7 separate regions of the Mus musculus genome follow, and regions 1, 2, 4, 5, 6 and 7 are each linked to region 3. The links are chromatin contacts, called in public Hi-C, HiCAR-type and promoter capture Hi-C maps. All regions are on one chromosome and are shown on one strand. Each heading gives the region's core, a stretch centred on a gene start, on an enhancer-like site or on the middle of the called end of the contact. The rest is flanking DNA. Distances are from core to core; before and after follow the strand shown. Region 1 holds the start of Pmm1 (phosphomannomutase 1). Region 2 holds the start of Snu13 (SNU13 homolog, small nuclear ribonucleoprotein (U4/U6.U5)). Region 3 holds the start of Ttll12 (tubulin tyrosine ligase-like family, member 12). Region 4 holds the start of Fam118a (family with sequence similarity 118, member A). Region 5 holds the start of Septin3 (septin 3). Region 6 holds the start of Nup50 (nucleoporin 50). Region 7 holds the start of 1500009C09Rik (RIKEN cDNA 1500009C09 gene).

Region 1 (2,700 bases), core at 142-2,641, 1.6 Mb after region 3:
ATGGCTCAGCGGTTAAGAGCACTGCTGCTCTTCCGAAGGTCCTGAGTTCAAATCCCAGCAACCACATGGTGGCTCACAACCATCTGATGACCATTTCTGGTATGTCTGAAGACAGCTACAGTGTACTCATATAAGTAAATAAACCTTTTTTAAAAAAGGTACTTCTGAACATCTCTGAACACCATGATTCTCTCTCACTTGCTTATTCTGTCTGTCTGTCTGTCTTTATTTCTCTCTCCCTCTCATGTTCCCACTCCATTTCCCCAATAAACCTTGCCCTAGATCTGTTCCTGGCATGATGTCTTTTTTTTTTTTTTTTTGGTTTTGGTTTTTTAGAGACAGGGTTTCTCTGTGTAGTCCTGGCTGTCCTGGAACTCACTTTGTAGACCAGGCTGGCCTCGAAATCAGAAATCCGCCTGCCTCTGCCTCCTGAGTGCTGATATTAAAGGCGTGCTCCACTTATTACTCTTACTGAGGACCTGAGTTCAATTCTCAGCACCCATACTGGGCAGCTTACAACTGCTTGTACCTCCAGAACTAGGAATCTGAAGCTTTCTTCTGGCCTCCTGCAGAGGATCAGGGATTTGACACCCAGCACCTACAAGGAAGCTCACAACTGTGGGTAATTCCAGGTCCAGAGGATCTGACACTCACTTCCATCCTGACTTAGGTGGGCTCCTGCATGTACTTAGTGCACATCACCCCAGGCACACACGACAAAATAACACAACAAAAAAGACTCGCATAAAAGCTTACAAGTTAGAGATTTATGGCATATTGGCCCTTAGTAGGTTACTTTTGATTGGAAAAAAAAAAAAAGCAACAAACATTTCTCACAGTAGGTAAAAGCCATCATGGGATATTTTTCTCTTTTCTTCCTTCTCTCTCTCCCCCTCCCTTTTTTTGTTGTTTGTTTTGTTTTAAAAAATAGGGTCTTATCCAAGGCTGTCAAGGCTACAAAGGGAAACTCTTGTTTTGAAAAAACAAAACAAAACAGAGTATGTAGCCCTGGCTGGCCCGGAACTTGTTTTGTAGATAAGGGCCTCTGCCTCAGAAGGGCTGGATCACAGGTGAGCCAGCACGCCGGGTTCTCCCTGAGACTTCAAGCTCAAGATGACAAGGCAATACCTTCGTCCTACTAACCTTGGGAATCACAAGCAGAAGGCTCTGAGTCCCGCCCTTGCCCCCCAACCCCCCCCCCCCCCCACCGTAGGGAGCGCCCTGAGATCAACCTCAACCCGCTGGCCCGACACTGTCTTCCGGTTCAACCCCTTTTCCCGCCGGTTCCTATCTCCGTCGGGTACGAGGACTCTGACCCCGCCTACTGCCACGCCCCTCAATCCTAGGTGCCTGTACTCTTCTTTCGGCGCCGCAGGCCCCGCCCCCTCGCGGGAGGGCCGATGGCCACTGCTCCTCCCCGTGCTGCGCAGCTGGCCCCGCCCCGGCCCCGCCCGGCCTCTGTCGCACGCGACCCTGGCGGTGGCTGCAGCGACAGCGCTTGGCGCGCGGAGCTACAGCCATGGCAGTCGCCGTCGAGGGCGCCCGCAGGAAAGAGCGCATCCTCTGCCTGTTTGACGTGGACGGGACCCTCACGCCAGCTCGCCAGGTAAGGGCCTCGAGGTTCCAAAGCTCCCGCCCAGAGTCACGCCGGCATCCGTGACCCAGCGTGAAGCCGTCACTGCCATGTCAACGCAGACACCTGCGCGACCCTGTCGGAAACGTGGAGTGCAGTGGTACCGGCTCCTGTCACCGAGGAGATGGGACCCAGGCCCTCTCGGCCTTCCAGGCCTCAGCGCTCCCCGCGCGGGTTGGCATCCACGTTCCTGCCGGGAGCGCAGATGCTGTATCCAGCCTCCGGGAGGAGCGTCTATGGGCGATAGGGCGGGTATCCCCAGTTCCAGGCTTGCACAGGCCCAGGCTGGGCTCTGGGGTGGTCTTACCCCATTTTAGCCCTAGGATGCACAACTAGTCCGTCCTCAAGCTAGCGTGAGAACGCGGCGTTCCAGGCAGAGCTCCGTGCGCTTCTAAGCCCACGGTCGCCCTCTACTGAGGGCAAGGAAGATCTCTGAGTCTTTGCACTCTGGCGTCCATAGGCCTAAAACTGGGTTTAGCTCCTTAAGCCTCTTAGGATGTTTGTTTACCTTCCACCTGGAGTTGGAGGGAAAGAGAGCTGCTTTTCTGATGAGTTTTGGTTTTTGTTATTGGTATCCTTTTGGTTCCACCCATGTGAAGGTGAAAGGCCCCAGGGCTAGTCTGTTTACAATAGAAGCACTGTAAAAAATGGGAGTGCATTCTCCTGTCTGCACTTTATAGTTCACCCTCCAGTCTTTAGCCATACCTAGTTTTTCTCCCTTCGAGTCATCCTGGGTCGTTCTCACCCATCCTTCTACCTTTGGGATCACCGGGATGATCAGAGCAGAAATGGGGGTGGGGGGCCGAGCTACTGGGCAGAAGCCCGTGTGAACCTAAGTCTTAGCTTCCTGGTAGGCCTTCCACTCTCCAGAAGGAATCGGGCATCTTTCTTTCCATCCAGCAGAGGTGGATCAGGAAGATGCAGGATTGGAAAGGAGGTGGTCTAGCCTAGGCATGCCTGATCCTTGTGCTGCACTGACTTGGCAAGGCCTGAACAAGAACCGCCTGTCAATTTGTCTACTACTAGACAGACTTAATGCTTACTAGAAAAGCTTAATGCTTTTTTTT
Region 2 (2,700 bases), core at 93-2,592, 1.5 Mb after region 3:
TTATGTGTGATTGTTTGCCTGCATGCAAGTCTGTGCATCACAGTGCCCATGGATGCTAGAAGAGGCAGTTGAATCTTTCTGTAACTGGAGTCACAAGTGTTGTCAGTTGCCATGTGGGTGTTGGGAATTGAACCCATATCCTATAGAAGAGCAGCCAGTGTGCTGAACCAGGGAGGCATCTCGCCAGTCTCTAGAAATGTTCCCTCCTGTTGGCAGTTTGAATCCATGTGGTTGCCTGACCCCCAATGCTAAAAATCTCAAGGTCCGGTTTTAGCTTTGCCACTGTTTGATTCCTGACAGTGGGCAGGCTTCCCTTCTTTACACTTTGTTCTCATCTGTAAAAATGAGGAACTATTTTGTAAGGCTCTTAAAGGTCCTCCCAGTTCTCAGCTCTACAGTTGTGACACAATGAGCTGAAATTGGCTCTAATGGTGGGGTCTGGGCTAGATCCAAATAGCCCCAAGATGTGTTTGGCATCATGTTGGAAAAGACTGAGAAGCCACGAGGATCACGGAAGAGCTCATGGGAGGGAGCGCTAGACTTGAGTTTATCCTTTCATAACGAAGTTTTGGTGCATCACTAAGAAAGGGGCAAGATGCTCAGAAGAAGGAAGCAGGTGTCCTACATAATTACTCCAAACACAACCTCCCTGTCATTCACTAACTAGCCCCCTAGTCCAATGGCTCTTGACCTACCCATTGCTGCAGCTCTTTAATACAGTTCATGTTGTGGTGACCCCCAACCATAAAATTACTTTCGTTGCTACTTCATAACTGTAATCTTGCTACTGTTATGAATCGTGTCTTCCGATGGTCTTCGGCGGCCCCTGGGAAAGGGTCTTTTGACACACACTCCCCAAGAGACTCACAACCACTGCATTATTCCAGCTAATTGTAGAAATCAACCTCCGCCTGAGAGGATGGTTTTGAAAAGGGTACACTATGTACTCAGAAAAAAAAAAAAAAAAAAAAAAAAAAAAAAAGCCTGGCGTGGTGGCGCATGCCTTTAATCCCTGCACTTGGGAGGCAGAGGCAGGTGGATTTCTGAGTTCGAGGGCAGCCTGGTCTACAAAGCGAGTTCCAGGACAGCCAGGGCTGCACAGAGAAACCCTGTCTCGAAAAAAAAAAAAAAGCCTGGTTATGAAATGGCAACCCTCACAACCCGTTGTACTAGTGTGCCACTTCCCGAGTGGTTTATTCACAATCTTTTGCCGATCCTAACTAGAACGCTAATAAAATCTGAAAAAACGCATCTCCCACATCCAAAGATGACTTCAGCACTCTCTTCTTCCGGGAAGGGGGCGGGACGCCGTCATTGCGCGCGCTCTGTGGCGTCACTTCCGCTTCCTGCCGCTTCTGAAGTGATTTCCGCTCCTTTTTCCTGCGCGGCGTTTCAGTCCCTCTTGAGTTGGGCTGTCGTCGAGTCGCGGCGAGACCGGCGCACCGCAGCCATGGTGAGTGAGCGCGGCGGGCCGCAAGCACGGGGAGCGCGGGCCGCGGGCCCTGTTCGCTGCGTCTTGGGGGAGGTGGAGCGCGTGCGACATGTCGCCCGCCCCGAGATGGCCGACCTCCAGGCCCGGGGCTGGAACTCCGGCGGCCCGCGAGGTCGTTCCTGGGGCGGCGGAGTGGAGATCCCGGGCAGCTGAGGTCCCAGGTCGCTGCGGCCCGGTGGGCTTTGCAGCCGTGGGCGTGCCCAGAGGCCGCGGCGAGGGGACAGGCATGGCGCAGCGTGGGAAAATGAGCGCCCCACGTGGGATGGTGAACGCGTGTGGAAGCCCGTCTGTTCTCCTTCTCGTTTTCTTTCTCTTTTCTTTTTAAACACTGGGGGATGAGGTGAAATCCCGGGATGCGAGGCACTCACTACCCACGTCTTCTCCACTCCCGGGGTTGAGGAAGGGGATCGCCGTGGGGTCCGCAGCCAGGGTCTGTCGGGAACTAAGACTTAGGGAATTCGGGGGCGCTTTTTGGTTTAGTTTGTTTTTAGGGGCTCATGGAGCCCTGGTTGGCCTTGGAACTCTGTAAACTAAGCTGGCCTTGAGCTCTCAAGAGATCTGCCTCACCAGTGCTGGGATTAAAGGCGCGTACCATCGCGCCCTCCGGACTAGGTAACCACCACCACCCCACCCTCGCCTCCTTTTTTAAATTTGGGGTCACATGGAATGTGAAGGAAGCTCAGGAAAGGCTCCCACCATGAGAGCGACCGACGCCTTCAGAAATCCGTGGTCCTGGTAGCCCCACGTGGGATGATAGCGTTTGAGCGTCTCCACTTTGTGATGGTGTACAGGGCTCCGTTTGGCTGAGCCCTTTCAGGCCTGGTGCGATTTCATCCAGCCCTTGGGTGGTCGGCTTTGTTTTCGTGCTCCCACCCCTGAGGTTTAGCAACTACTGACCGAGTCTAGAGTTTGAGAGAGAGAGAGTGGCTGAGCCAGTGTTGAACCAGGGAAGAGTTTTGAAGTGCGGTGCTCTTGGTGAACTCTGCAGCAGTTTGTCTAGGCTGGGAAGTGGGGACAACGGGTCGCTTGTAGCAGGCGGAGTACAAACATGCATCGCTTAAGGACGGGCGAGTTCTGGCTTTGGACATGAGATCTCCCTGCCTTGGCCGGCCTCCAGAATGCTGGGCTTACAGGTGTGTGCCACTACACCAAGGCTGGTCAGTCATCATTCTTGGATCCTCCTGATTAGACCAGGAGGCTGCTGCCAT
Region 3 (2,700 bases), core at 179-2,678:
TTCTCCTAACCTCTGCTGTTGTAAGGTAATTCCACCAGAGAATACACACAGACTCTCTGAAAGCTGAAGAGAGTCTGTGTTGCTGGCTGGAAGCTGCTTGGCGAACTTCCCAAAATCACCCAGCCCCGTCCTCACAGTTTCTCTCTCTTATGCAAGGATATTCAAACCATCACATACATCTATTGAAAAAAATTTTAAACTACCCTCTATCTCATCTCCATCTAGCAAATTATATGATGAAATGATCCATGCAGTCATTGATTGATTGTTGAGGGCTTGTGGGTATATGAGTCCATGCATACAGGGAGGGAGTGTGCCATGTGCAAGTGGAGGCTAAAAGAAGATATTGGGTATCCTCATCTGCCTTTCTCTGCTTAATTTCTTGAGACAGAGTCTTTCTCTGAATTTAGGGCTCTCTTTTCCTCGATAGACAGGAAGCAAGAAAGCGGCTGGAGGTGGTAACTTATGCCTTTAATCCCAACACTTGGGAGGCAGAGGCAAGCTGATCTCTGCACTTGTGGAATAACCCTTTTGATGGCACACCAAGTTATCACAACCTTTGAATTCAACAAGGCATTCCAAGGACTGAGAAGGCTCCTCCAATCCCTAGAAAGATCTGTCCACCTTTGAGATATAACTAGGATCCCCACACGCTGGTGTCTCCCAATGCTTGACAGGTGGAGGGAGGAAGGGTTCAAGGCCAGCCTTCGAAACAAAGTGAGTTTCTTGGTCAGATTAGTCTGAGCTGAATGTGACCCTGTGGCAATATGATGATGATAACCAAGCCCTAGCAAATGGCTCAGTGGTAAAGCATTTGCCATGCAATCTTAATGACTTGCGTTTGATAAAAATGGAAAGAGAACAGACTCTACAATGTTTTGTTCTTTGCTTTCCACAAGTGCGCTGTGACACACACACAAACACACACACACACACACACACCAAAACAAAATAAAACAAAACAAGTCTGGGAAAATGGCTTAGTAGTTAACTGCTCTTGCAGATGACCCGGTTTGGATCCCAGCACCCCATGTGTAATTCCAGTTCCAAGGGACCTGACGCAGTCTCCTAACCTTCATGAGCCATATATGCACTTACATACACACTCATACACGTAAAATAAAAGCACTCACACACGTAAAATAAAAAAATAAAAATTTTAAACTAAAATTAAAAAAAAAATTCAGGCGAAACAAGATTGCAACCAGCGCAAGGGGGAGCACCTTCTGCCTCTTCCCGACCCCCTCCCCATCTCAGCTTCACCGGCTCCTTGAGGACAATCTCTCCTGATTCTGACTCTCTGGGGCTTCTAAGCAGCGTTCCCAGAATCCCTCGCGGCAGTCCTGGGATGAATGGAGAAGACACGCCCCCAGCGCGCGTGCGCACTCTTGGAACCTCGCAACCCAGGACGCAGGCGCGTGCGCGCCGTCCGCTTAAATCCTGCGGTGGGCGGCGCCGTGCTCTTCCGAGCACTATGGAGATCCAGTCCGGGCCGCAGCCTGGCAGTCCCGGCCGCGCCGAGAGGCTGAACGCGCGGCTGCTGGACGAGTTCGTGTCGCTGCACGGCCCTACGCTGCGCGCCTCGGGAGTCCCAGAGCGACTATGGGGCCGCCTTCTGCACAAGCTGGAGCACGAGGTACGAGATGGCACGGGCTGCGGGCAGGCTATGCGGTCGAGTGGGGAGCACAGCTCAGCAGCTCTGAAGGGGAGCCACTTATAAGTTCAGGAGCAGGATGTACCTGGGAGTCAGAAGGGTACAGGCCGAGAGATGCGCCTGTGCCGCCATCCTGCAGGGTTATGGGCCCGCCGAGGATGCGCAGGGACCTGCAAACCGGCATGCGCTTGGCTCGCAGCATCCCAACGCCTCGGTTGATATATTAAGAGTAGAACTCGCGACTCCACTTACGGATGAGGAAACTGAGGCTCCGGCGGATGCAGGAGCTCCTGTTAGATTCAAGCTACACCGGCATCATTTCAGTCAGCTCTGTGCAGCTCTGCTTAGTCCGTAGAACTCTGTGGAGTTGTTTCCCACGGCGTGAGTAGCAGGTCTCCCTTTGTACACTAAAGAGAATGGAGGCCCTGAGACATGGAGACGACGCTAAGAGAGGGTTTAGAAGGTCTCCCCCATCTTTTGAGAGAATGGCTCCATCCTTCACCTGAGCTAGGCTTCCACGGGGTGCCCGGCTTCTTCCGTCGGAGAACAGGGTTTGGGTGATGAAGACAGCAGCTGCTAGGCTGGGCGGAGGGTCTTTTGCGAAGCAAGAGCTTGGTTTTTCACAGGACACCACCTCCTATCTGAGACCCACTAAGCCTTCAGGTGACTGGGAGAGTCCAAAAGCTAGGATTCCCCGGTGCCTCTCAATGGGGTAGGCTTACCCTCTTTGATCTAGTTCCACACTGTGTATGGGCCAGATATTTCCTGGTTAAGCCTATACGTAGGGCTGTACTGCAGCTCACTATAGCATGCTGGCGGTTGGGAGGCGCCTCAATCCTTAGCCCTGTGGGACAGTAAAAGAGGAGGAGCCAGCCTTGTGCTAGTGTTACATTGTTGATGGTCCTGGGCAATACCGTGAGGTTATAACTGGCCGTCAGCCCCAGGGCAAGCAGCTGTAGTGACCGGTTTGGTAGGTGGAGTATTAAGTGATTTCTCTACTTCAGTCTGATTATCAGATATTACTACATCATTGGTCGAGGCTCATC
Region 4 (2,700 bases), core at 84-2,583, 1.4 Mb before region 3:
CTTGAAGGCACTCTTAAGTACCACCAACTTGGCTAATCCCCACCTCCCAACCCTTACCAGCTGGAGCTGTGTCATCTGCCTCCAGCACCCAGCACTGGGCCGCAGAGGGTATCCACTCCCTCTTTAAAAATGCCTGGCCCTTGCCTTTCACAATCATCAGGCCATGTTCTTTCTTGGGGCTTTACCTCAGGGTACCAGACTGCCGGTGTAGCAAGCAAGTCAAGGACTGTTTATCAATGACAATAGCCCGAGGAAAGGATAATCCTTGTTCTAGAGATTTCCAGGACTGAAAATGATAAGATGTGTACCATTTGGCCCCAAACCTCCACCTCAGGGAAGACAGCCACCCTTAAATCAGGATCCCAGAAAGATGGACCTTTAGTTTACCTTCGTCCCATCAATTAGACCACTGTAATCAAGCTTTACTTTCCTGGACTGGTTTTGGTGGGCTGTGTGTGGTAACAGAAACTACCACACATTGAGGGCACAATCTAAAAGAGCTTTGACTGCCCAACTCCCGTTACTCCCAGCGCTGCCATTCTCCACAATGAGTCGGTCCCACACCAGCCTCCACTGCACGGTGAAAACAAACGCACATGCGAAGCCCCACATCCCACCTCCTCTTTGGTTATGCGTGGTCCTCTGTTGACCTATCAGATGGTGCTACTTTTATCCCTATTTACAATTCACAAACCTCAAGAACACTCTAGTAGAAGCTGAAAAGCTCTGTGGACCTCAAGATAGAGAGCAGGAGGCAGGAGATCCTAGGAAGGAAGGTCTCTAGGGATAGGTGGGTCTGAAGGCCTCTCCACCCAAGAAAGGATGGGAGTCTATGGGCCTGGAGACCCGAAGCTTTGGAGTTGGACCAGAGGGGATCTGTTGGACTTCTGGAGAAGATATAACGGTCTCGGGCCCTGAAGCCGCCGAGGTCTGTGTGCTGAGTCTGAGGGAAATCTGGAGGATGGTGAGGTTTTCTAGGTGTGGAAGGTAATCAGGTCCACAGGTGGCCGCGGACCCAGGCAGCCCAGGGGATGTCGGAGGCAGGGTCCCCAGCGCATCAGAGGGCACTAGGGTCCTGGGCACCCTAGGCGGGTTTTGAGGGCTGGGGAGACGCGAGGCGCTGGCACCCAGCCCCGACCCGCCGCCTCACCTGCCGTGCCACGGAGACACCAGTGTCGCTCGCGCTCTCGCCGCCTCCCACCCGGGTCGCGCCCCTTCGGCTGGGTGGAGCCGCCGGGCGCTGCGCCGGATGGCGCTGCGCGTGCACCACGCCGAGCCTGCCCAGCCGAATCCGCAGCGCTCTCTCAAGGCCTTCCCCCCGCGCGCGCGCACTGCCCGCGCGAACGTTCCGCCCTGAAATCAACGGCCCCGCGGCAACGGGAAGCCCCGCCCGAAGGGGCGTGGCCACGACGCGTCCCGCCCCCAAGAGAAGCTACGATTGGACCCACGGACTGTGCTGTCGTGTCCACGATGAGCCTGGTCTTAAGAGACTGAATGTCTCGCGGCCAGTCTTCCCAGCGCTGTTTTGTCTTCAGTTTCCCCATCTGCACGCCTGGACAGCCCCGCGGAAACGCAGAAGGCGTTGAGCTCGGCCGGAACCACCCTTGGGCAACCACTTCCAGCCGGGCTCACTCCATCTACCTCAAGCCACAGGCTGTACAGCCTGTGCCCTTCCCCAGCCTAGCATGCTTCACGTCCTCCCCGCAGTGACCGACTCCCTTACCACGTGTCAGAGTAGGCGTCTGGCCCTTCCGATGTGCCTCTTGGACACGTCTAGCTTGGGCTTAGATCCAGGGACTAATGAGCATATGTACCCAGGTTCAGCACCTGTTAATCGGGTGAACTCAGTGCCCACCCCGAACGTTCGAGAGTACACGTGGGTGGGCTCTGCGCTGGAGCACTCAGCATGAGGACCTTTAAAAGTCAATGACACCTCTCCTTTCTCTAAATAAGGCTGGGATGGATCAAAGCCTATTTCCTCTTCCTCATCTTCCCAGGTCGGCCTGCCCAGGCAAGTTATTTGGACTTCCTCTACCTCTGGCTCCTTTTTTTCTACATGGGTTTGCTGTAAGCATCCCTTCAGCCCCATAAGAAAAATGCATGTGTAATAAAACCTGGGTTTTTGTTCTTTTCTTTTTGAGACAGGGTTTTATGTGGCTTTGGCTGTCCTAGAACTAGCGCTGTAGAACAGGCTGGCCTCAAGCTCACAGAGTTCCACCTACTCTGTGGGTGTAAGGTATACAAAATCACTACCTGGCCAGCTTGAAATTTGTGGCACCAGAGCCCAGAACAGTGGTTTGAACACCTGAGTCTGGGTACCTACTAAGTAGCTGGCCTTTGAGAAAATGTTTTTTTCAGTCCTCAGGACATCTCCCATGAGGATGGCACCCCATTTACTGCAATTAACAGCAGGAGAGGAGGAAGCCCAGAGAAGTTGTATTGGCAATACCAACCATGCATTGGCTTCAAAGGTCTGGGCTTCCCACTACTAGACTGAACAATTTACATGTGATGCAATTTAGTTCACAAGCTCCTGCTTCCATAAAGGGTCCTAAGACTTGAACCTGTGACACTGGAGAAGTTCCCGGGTTACAGGAAGGAAGTTGTTCAAGGAGACTGTAGGCTAGGAGCTGAGGAGTTAGAACCCACAGCACACCACCCACACACTGGATGCCCTCCAAGATCCAGTGTGGCAGAGCC
Region 5 (2,700 bases), core at 91-2,590, 1.3 Mb after region 3:
TGACCTCTCTTGCCCACTGTTCCCACCACATGCACCTGGGCACACCGTGTTCACCCTTCGCTTAGCCACAGACCCAAGGACCAGAACTCCTGAGGTCACCTTGTTCTTGTGTCACTAGATCCTTGCCTCCTCAGTGAGCCCCGTGTCCTGTGAACACCTTGGTTCTACCCTCCCCACATACCCACACACACACACACACACACACACACACACAAACAGGCAGGCACACCTACCTGGATCAGAAGACAGAAAAGAAGCCGGTGGTTTTCAGTCAAGGAAGCTGACCTCTTGCAGACCCCACCCACTCCTCTGCACCCAGAGGCTAGCCATGTGGCCGGGCTCAGAGACCTCTCTTCTCTGGGTCCTCTCTTGAGCTTTCACTAAGCCTCCTGATCATAGTCCACTAGCTGAGGGCCCAGTTCTCCCCTGACCTGTCCCTCTCGCTGGACTGGGCTCCGGGCAGGGAGGCTCTGGCCTCTTGAGAGTGGGTGGCAGTGAATGGCTGCTCTGAGTCTCTGGAATCCTACAGAGCTATGGGCGTCAGCCAGCTGAGCTGCCCTATACGCGCAGAGCCACCTAGGGAGGGGATGGCACATAACCCATGTGTCCTTGTCTCCAAGACTGGACCCTTGAGAAGTGTCACCAGTAAGAGAGAACTGAGCTACTCCAACGGTGATGTCCCTGTTTGTCTCATGCCCTCCCACTTTCCCTCTGCAACCACCTAAGACTTTGCTGACCCCAGGGCCATCTGTGTCCATGCTCCTGCGGTTGTGCTTCATGTTGGGATTTCTGTGTATACAACTGTACCCTTCAAATCCATTCTCTGAGACCCATCCTGCTTCAGACAGATCCTCTGCTAAGTAAGACTCGGGGTATGAAGCTAGCCAGCCCCGGGCCAGACCTCAAAGAAATCCACAGACCTACCCCAGCTGTCTCTGGTGAGGCAGATCCTCAGCAGCCTGTGGCCACTGGGCTAAGAACCTTTTCCTGGGTTCCCCAGCACCAGGCTGCTCTGTCACATGATAGTATGAGAAGGACCGTGGTGGGAAGAGACGCCATTGGCTGGGTACTTACTCTGTGCCAGGGACTGAGCCAGGCTGGAGAAACTCAGAGTCTTCTGCCAAAGCCAGGCCCGTAAGCAGATGGGCACAGCATCTCAGCCACAGAGTGCAGGCCACAGACGTGCCCTAAACACTCACTCTGAGCCAGGAGCCAAGCCCAACGTTCTCTTGGCATGTCCTCGACCCATCATCTTGCCACTTCCTTTCTGCCATACCCCACAACACTGGGGGCTCTGGCCTGCTTTCCTGTGAGCTGCTCGCCTTGGCGAGTGAGCTTCTGGCCGGCCAATAGAACTTTCTGTGATAATGGAAATGTTCTATGTGTCCACTGTCCAATAAAATAGCCACCAGCCACAGGCGGCTCCCGAGCACTTACCACTATTCTATGATGACCAAGGACCTGGATTTTTTTTTTCAATTTTATTTCATTTGAATGTCCATCTACCATATTGGACAGCAAAGTCCTGAAAGACGCAGATCTTATCCTTCTCTGGGTCCCAGGGCCTAACAAGAATCACTCAGCATGTTTCTCACAGTGACTGAATGATGAACGTGTGGGCCCAGGATCCTCTTCTCTTCTCATCCCATTCTCATCCCTCTGAGCCTTAGGTTGCCATAGCTGGCTATGCCCTGGTTACCAGGCAACCTGCAAGCAATCACAGTGGAGGGGGAGGGGCGCTGTCTGAGTTCTTTCCCCTCCCTACATGTTTTGAGGCCCTGAGAAAAGAAAGAGGTGGCAAAATCAGCCTGGACACCCTGGGGAGCCGGCTCTGTAGGGCCTACACTGCCTTATTACCTCCTGGAGATCAAGCAGCTGGGTGGGGCTGAAGTCAGGGGCCCTGGGTTCTCCTTGCCTGACCACTCATTATAAGACTCCTGTCCAATAGGCCAGGAGGTGGTGGCACACACTTTTAATCCCAGCACTAGGAGGTAGAGGCCGGTATCAGTAAGTTCCAGAACAGCCAGGGCTTTACACAGAAATCCTGTCCCGGAAAAAAACAAGCAAACAAAAAAACCAAACCTAACAACAATAACAAAACCCTCCTAGTTCTCAGCTGTCTTCTCAGTTAGAGATTAGATGCCCTGAAGTGATTTCTTCCAGCCTGAAGATCTAGAATCCACCCCGCCTCCCTCCTTTCAGAGCAAGACCCGCGTCCCATCCATCTCTGTCTTTCGCCTGCTGGTCTGCCTCCTTTCCCTCCAGGGTTGACTGACCATCTCTGAGCAAACCTCTTGTCATTTTTTCTATCTGCAGCCGCTGTAGCCGAGACATTTGTACTCAGCGTCATGTATATAGGTATAGAATACAGTCCTATACATCGAGTACTTACTGAGAATAATTCAAAGGAATTGATCCATTTTGCCTGGGGATTGGTATAGTGACAGAGCTCCCGGCTGACGTGCATAAAACTCTGAGTTCAGTCCCCAGAGCCACAGAAACAACAAAACAGAATAACACCAAATAGATAACATTAATTTGAAAAAAAGAAATTTATTTTAAAATAATTCTTTGGTACACGTAAAAGTTTACCATTTGTTAAAGACAAAGGCAAATTTGCATATTAATGAGGTAGAGATGTTCGTTTGTTTTTATGAAACTAAATCTTAGCTGTTTCAGTGGGTTTTTTCCTAGAACTGA
Region 6 (2,700 bases), core at 98-2,597, 1.3 Mb before region 3:
GATTATCTGTGGGACAGAGGGACTGCTATGAAAACTAAGATGGCATAGCTTAGAAGAGTGCCTCAAACAGAGGAAGTGTCCTGTCAAAATAGTAACAAAAATAACCCCTATTTTTACTCCAAAACTCAAAAGCTGTAGAGGGAAAAGTAACTACTACTATAGGCTAAACTTTTAAAACACATTTCACCAACCCGGGTGATGGTAGAGGGAGGCTGAAGCAGGATGACAGTTTGAGGCCAGTCTAAGCCATAGAACAAGTTCAAGGCCAACATAGGAGATACATACTTTTTTTTTTAAAGCACCAAATACCTACTTATTTCACATTCCATAGTTAAACACAACTCTGCAAATTATCTGGAACAAGGCCTGGCACTTGAGACTTATCTGCCAGCTATTATTGTTGTTATTAAAGCTTTTCTGTTTTATTTTTCTTTTAAAGCGGTGGGGACAGGATCCAGGGTCTCGTACGTACTAGATAAGCTTCTACCAATATGTTACCGGGGAAATTTAATCCCTGTAATAAATGACTTACAACAGCTGCCCGGAAGACTTTGCCAAATGTCTGCGTTTGTGGGTAAAATGGCTCCACGAAATGCTTTTAAGATATGAAGCTAGGAAGTTGCCGGGGGACGGGGTGTGTGTGTGTGTTGACAGGGGATGGTGATGGTGTGTGTGTGTGTGTGTGTGTGTGTGTGTGAATTATTCACGATCGGGCCGCTTCCTGCGGTGTGCGCACCCGCACAACTCTGCGGTCAAGAGATGACTTTCACAGGAAAACACCAGGAGCCGATCGAGGTCACTATAACGCCCCGGAAAAGCCCAAACCTCAAAAGTGGCCCTGGACGAACCCGGGTGACCAACGGCCTGGAAACTCGGTGAGGGCACCGGGGGACCGAACAGCCGGGGAGACGACATGTAAGGGGCGAAGGCCAGCCAGGGTTGGGCCAGGGCGGCCCTGCCACCGCCGCCTACCTCCGCTGGGGCCGAGGCCCGCGCTCAGCCGAGCCTTCCACTGCCAGGCGGCTCGCCCGGCAGGCCCGGCCCGGTCCGGCTTCACAAACAGCCCGCCGCGTCGCCAAGGCGGCCGCCGCCCCGCCCTCCTGGCCTGCCCGGCCCTCACCTACCTTGACTGCCGCCGCCGATCACGCTGGAGTCCCGGCGCCGCGGCGAGCAGGGCCGAGGCGGCGGTCGCGGCCGCTGGGAGATTCCGGTGCGTCGAGCGCCTCCGGGAACTTCGTGATCAGCAGAACTCGGGAGCCGTGTGTCTCTGAGTCCGACACTGAGGACAAGAAGAGACATCCGCTCAGCCCGAAGCTGCTACAGAACGGTGAAGAGAGCGCCCGGGGCCGCCATCTTGTAACTCGAATGGACGCCTCCGAACCAATCGGAGGGAAAAGAGAGGGGGAGGGGGAAGAGGCAAGCGACGCCCGCATCCAGCTACTGCGCATGCGCGTCGGAGCCTCCGCCGCCGGCCCCTTCTCCTGAGGGCCACTTGGGTCGCGCGGCGCATGCGCAAGCCCGCCCTAGAAACAGTCGCCGGGAGGACCATTGGAGCTCGCGCGTGCGCACAGGGAGCGCGGGCAGCGGGCCGGGAGCCAAAGCCACTGTCAAACGCGGGTTAAGCACGTTGGTCACGTGTCGGCCGCCGTCCCAGTTTGAGGAGGTTCGCGCGCCAATCGCTGCCGAGACACTAGCGGGAGGCGTTGTGGTCAGTGACTTTGGAGGCCTCCGATGGTGTGGTGGGTGGCTGAGGAGACTGGCCGTGGATCTGGGGGGAGCACGAGGCGGGTGCAACGTGATTCTCACGTGGACGGGCCTTGGGGAGGGTGGATCTCAGTCTGCGGAGACTTGGAAGCTTGTGGTAGCTCTTCCCGACATGGGGCTGGAGAGCCCTGCGGGACGGACTCTAAAGGTCACCTGCCCCAATTGCTGCTTTATGATAGATGTCCACAGATTTCCTCGTTGGGAGCTGTAAATTTGCCCCAAGCTGCAGGACCAGCTAGGGCCCACAGGAGATGAAGTCCCCGGAGGGATTCAGCTGCGGGACGAACCGTATGCGTCCTGGACCAGGACTCGTGTTTTGTGTGCTTTTAGCTGACTACAGCACTCTAAAGCGGTTCAGTTGTTTAAGAAGGGATTCCGGTTGGTCTAATTCTTCTGCTTGAGTTTTAACGAGAATGTGAACCAGAATGTCAGACCCATCCTTAACCATCCGGAAACGGGTCTCAGAGAAACTAGCATTTCTAGAGCAATAGTTCCAAACTTTTGAGAGAGGACAAAGGGGGTTCCAAGGGAGAAGTCAAGTCCCTTATTTTCAGGGTGTTTCATCCATCGATCTGCAAGAACTGCAAAAGGAGACTAGCTGGCACGGTGGTAGAGTACTTGGCTAGCACGAGGAAAGCCCTAAATTCAGTTCCCCCAGATCCAGCAGAGTGAAAGAGAAAAAGCCAGATCGCATTTAATGCACACATTTGTTCTTGATTCAACTGACTGCCAATGAAGTGTCTTCTGAAAATTTGTGTTAAATACATGCAAGGTATTTTTCTTGTCATTCTCTACACATTTCAGCTATGTCGTTAACGTCATATTTAGTGCTATAAGTACTCCAGAGATAATTTAAGTATCTGAAGTCAGTCAGGTCATGGGCATTTTCAACTAAAGTCACAGTTACTGGAAGGCTGAGGCAAGAGGATCAGCCCA
Region 7 (2,700 bases), core at 165-2,664, 1.3 Mb after region 3:
AAGCCAAAAATGGTAGCTGGGTAGTGGTGACGCACACATTTAATCCCAATGCATGGGAGGCAGAGGCAAGCGGGTCTCTGTGAGTTCGAGGCTAGCCTGGTCTACAGAGCTAGTTACAAGGCAGCCAAGGCTACCTACATAAAGAAACCCTGTCTCAAAAAAAAAAAAAAAAAAAAAAAAAAAAGGAAGAAAAAAAGTTGACTCAGAAGTCTTTTGAAAGTATTCATAAGATGAACCTTGAGGCCTCAAGGTTTGGCTCTGCAAGGACAAGGGACTGGGTGCATATTTTACATATCAAAGCAGACCTGGCCTCCAGATTCTCCCAGCATCCCTCAGTCCCCATCTGGCATACCTTGCCCCCAATCCTGAACTTTCCAGCTTAGCAGCTGGGCTGCTTCCCCCCCACCCTCCCACCAGCAGAGGCTCTTTCCTATGTAATCTGGGTACGTTGGAATTTCTGGCACTCCTCCTCTCTCTCCCTCCCCACTGCCCCTCTGCTTTCCCCATGGTGACTTCCCTGGCCTCAGTCTTTGGGGCCAGTGAACTTGCCTGAGAGCAGCTTCCCAACAAACATGCCTTTAATATATTCTAGCCTAGCCTCTTGCAGTCCGGATCCTGCCTCACAGTATAGCACCTATACATCCTCTATACCGCTGGCACCAATGACAAGCACCAACTGTCCTGCATGTGGGGTCCCAGGGGACATTGAATGCATGTTTATCTGTCACCCTCCCCTGTGGCTCCCTGGCTGCTTCCCTCATGACTCTCCACCTCAGCTGCTGTTTTGCTGATGATTGCATGAAGTTGATGATACCCCTGAGACCTGAGCCCCCCCATGCCCCCACTAGGCCTGCTTGCCAAGGCATCTGTTGATCCACTGGGTCTCAGTCTAGAACCTGCTAGAAAGCCCAGACCAAAGTCCAAAGTCTTTTCATGGCCTATGACTCTAAAAGAACCAAGGCATCTGTTGATCCACTGGGTCTCAGTCTAGAACCTGCTAGAAAGCCCAGACCAAAGTCCAAAGTCTTTTCATGGCCTATGACTCTAAAAGAACATCACTTGGCCCCCTCATCTCTTCCCCTCTCCCTCCCTCCACGTGCTCCAGACTCAGCAGTGCTCACTCTCAAAGGTGCTCACCACCGGGGCTCTCTGCATCTGTCATCCATCACTGCGGGGAGGGAGGGTGTGTCTCTGCATCTCAAGTCTCTCTGTGAAGCTTTTATCGTCCATTGGTTCCTCCCTCGGAGAGGCAGAAATGGGTCCCAGTATCTTCCCAGAGAAGCCTCCCTTGGCTCAAAGCAGCTTCTCTCCATCCATCACTCCCTCACCTACTCTATTTCTATCTTCACAGTACCTACATAATGTCTGATCTTCAGGGAACCTCTTGAGACACCGTGCATTAGACTCAAAGTGTGGGGACAGCAGCTCCGGAAAGCTATTTAGTTCCTTCTCTCTCTACGTGGGACAAGCTTAGTATACAGTGACGTTTGGACTGGTTAAGGGGTGTGACCTTGGCTCTCTCAGATACCACGATAAGCACAATGACATCACCCTTGTCTCCTCCCATTGCAGGCCTGACATAATGTCTGGTGTTTCTATCTGTATTCCCAAGCTCAGGCATTCAATCTGATATTTATGAATGATTGACTAGTGAGAATGAATGGATGGATGGATGTAAAGTAGTTCTTTCATTCAACAAGTATTTATTAGCAACTGCAATGCGCCACTTTTAGAGTGAGTGACAAAGTCCCTGAGCTCCTGTGTCTTTGTTGGACAGACAGACAATGGACAAGTAATTAAATTGTTAAGGAAACAATCTAGAGCTAGGGATGGAGGTGCATATCCTTAATCCCTGTACTTGGGAGGCAGAGGCAAGCAGATCTCTGTGAGTTCAAGTCCAGCCTGGTCTACATAGAGAGTTCTAGAACAACTGGGGATACATAGTGATACCCTGTATTGAAAAGCCAAAACCCAAACAAAACAAAAAGCAATATAGGGGGTGGAGAGACGGCTCAGTGGTTAAGAGCTCTTGCTTATTTTGCAAAGGACCCAGTTTCCATCCCCAGCACCTACAACACCACATACAACCAGCTATATCTCCAGTTCCATGGGAGTCTGGTTCCCTCTTCTGGCCAGCATAGGTATTGCATACATGCGGTACACTTAAAGGAAAACATTTTTTAAAACAAAATAAATTTTAAAAAAGATAAAAACATGAGAGAGAGAGAGAGAGAGAGAGAGAGAGAGAGAGAGAGCGAGCAACCTGTTATATACCCTGAACATTTCAGGATGTCTCTTGCTGGGTAGACCAAGAAAGCAAGATCCCAACAGCTCTGTACCCAGGCGTTTGCTCAGAGTTGCTTCTGCAGAAAAGGGATAAGGTCACATCGACTCCTGCGCAAAGGACAGACGTTGTTTACCAGCTGAGATAAAGCTGCCTATACTAGGAGGCCAGATAGTGGTGGCGCACGCTTTTAATTCCAAGACTCTGGAGGCAGAGGCAGGCAGATCTCCAAGCTTGAGGCCAGCCTGGTCTACAAACTGAGTTCTAGGATAGCTAGGGCTACACAGAGAAACCCTGTCTGAGGAGAGAACACAAAACAAAATAAAAACAAACAAAAACTATCCACTAGCCGCATGTGATGGTTTATATATGCTTGGTCCAGGGAGTGGCATTATTTGGAGGTGTGGCCTTGTTGG

Evidence for each region. Promoter capture Hi-C pulls out the DNA fragments that hold promoters and counts their contacts. A called contact is a pair of places that touch in the nucleus more often than the background predicts. HiCAR-type assays count read pairs that join an accessible place to other places.
Region 1: a contact with region 3 is called in a promoter capture Hi-C map of hippocampal neurons, with 4 times the contacts expected there. The contact joins the promoter of Pmm1 here to the promoter of Ttll12 in region 3. A contact is called at or near these places in 2 of 39 promoter capture datasets (hippocampal neurons and pre-B cells).
Region 2: a contact with region 3 is called in a HiCAR-type map of astrocytes, with 4 times the contacts expected there. The contact joins the promoter of Snu13 here to the promoter of Ttll12 in region 3. A contact is called at or near these places in 5 of 39 promoter capture datasets (the 3T3-L1 cell line, the SN4741 cell line, hippocampal neurons and 2 more) and 1 of 115 datasets of contacts at active chromatin or transcription factors (astrocytes).
Region 4: a promoter capture Hi-C map of liver shows a contact between it and region 3, with 2.5 times the contacts expected there. The contact joins the promoter of Fam118a here to the promoter of Ttll12 in region 3. A contact is called at or near these places in 4 of 39 promoter capture datasets (hippocampal neurons, liver and pre-B cells), 1 of 484 Hi-C or Micro-C datasets (myeloid progenitors) and 1 of 115 datasets of contacts at active chromatin or transcription factors (epiblast stem cells).
Region 5: a promoter capture Hi-C map of pre-B cells shows a contact between it and region 3, with 4 times the contacts expected there. The contact joins the promoter of Septin3 here to the promoter of Ttll12 in region 3. A contact is called at or near these places in 9 of 39 promoter capture datasets (the 3T3-L1 cell line, the C10 cell line, the SN4741 cell line and 6 more), 1 of 484 Hi-C or Micro-C datasets (palatal mesenchyme) and 2 of 115 datasets of contacts at active chromatin or transcription factors (embryonic forebrain and pro-B cells).
Region 6: a contact with region 3 is called in a Hi-C map of the G1E-ER4 cell line, with 5 times the contacts expected there. The contact joins the promoter of Nup50 here to the promoter of Ttll12 in region 3. A contact is called at or near these places in 6 of 39 promoter capture datasets (the 3T3-L1 cell line, the C10 cell line, hippocampal neurons and 2 more) and 4 of 484 Hi-C or Micro-C datasets (all in the G1E-ER4 cell line).
Region 7: a contact with region 3 is called in a promoter capture Hi-C map of hippocampal neurons, with 5 times the contacts expected there. The contact joins the promoter of 1500009C09Rik here to the promoter of Ttll12 in region 3. A contact is called at or near these places in 6 of 39 promoter capture datasets (the HPC-7 cell line, cranial neural crest, frontonasal cranial neural crest and 3 more), 1 of 484 Hi-C or Micro-C datasets (palatal mesenchyme), 4 of 115 datasets of contacts at active chromatin or transcription factors (astrocytes, embryonic forebrain, large pre-B cells and 1 more) and 1 of 9 other capture datasets (liver).

What each region holds. Positions count from the first base shown.
Region 1 is chr15:81,959,621-81,962,320 of GRCm38.p6, reverse strand. It overlaps Pmm1 (phosphomannomutase 1), which reads left to right and starts at 1,391. Exons shown (of 8, transcript NM_013872.4): 1 at 1,391-1,606. The coding sequence starts at 1,520.
Region 2 is chr15:82,046,240-82,048,939 of GRCm38.p6, reverse strand. Snu13 (SNU13 homolog, small nuclear ribonucleoprotein (U4/U6.U5)) reads left to right here and starts at 1,342. Exons shown (of 3, transcript NM_011482.4): 1 at 1,342-1,453. The coding sequence starts at 1,451.
Region 3 is chr15:83,593,885-83,596,584 of GRCm38.p6, reverse strand. It overlaps Ttll12 (tubulin tyrosine ligase-like family, member 12), which reads left to right and starts at 1,428. Exons shown (of 14, transcript NM_183017.2): 1 at 1,428-1,636. The coding sequence starts at 1,475. Gm52182 (a long non-coding RNA gene) reads right to left here. Exons shown (of 2, transcript XR_003951515.1): 2 at 1,139-2,248.
Region 4 is chr15:85,035,695-85,038,394 of GRCm38.p6, reverse strand. It overlaps Fam118a (family with sequence similarity 118, member A), which reads right to left and starts at 1,333. Exons shown (of 9, transcript NM_133750.4): 1 at 1,151-1,333.
Region 5 is chr15:82,267,442-82,270,141 of GRCm38.p6, reverse strand. Septin3 (septin 3) reads right to left here and starts at 1,340. Exons shown (of 12, transcript NM_001368785.1): 1 at 1,075-1,340. The region is part of intron 2 of Gm52180 (a long non-coding RNA gene); the gene reads left to right.
Region 6 is chr15:84,922,075-84,924,774 of GRCm38.p6, reverse strand. Nup50 (nucleoporin 50) reads right to left here and starts at 1,347. Exons shown (of 8, transcript NM_016714.2): 1 at 1,125-1,347.
Region 7 is chr15:82,251,186-82,253,885 of GRCm38.p6, reverse strand. 1500009C09Rik (RIKEN cDNA 1500009C09 gene) reads right to left here and starts at 1,414. Exons shown (of 2, transcript NR_037697.2): 1 at 1,138-1,414.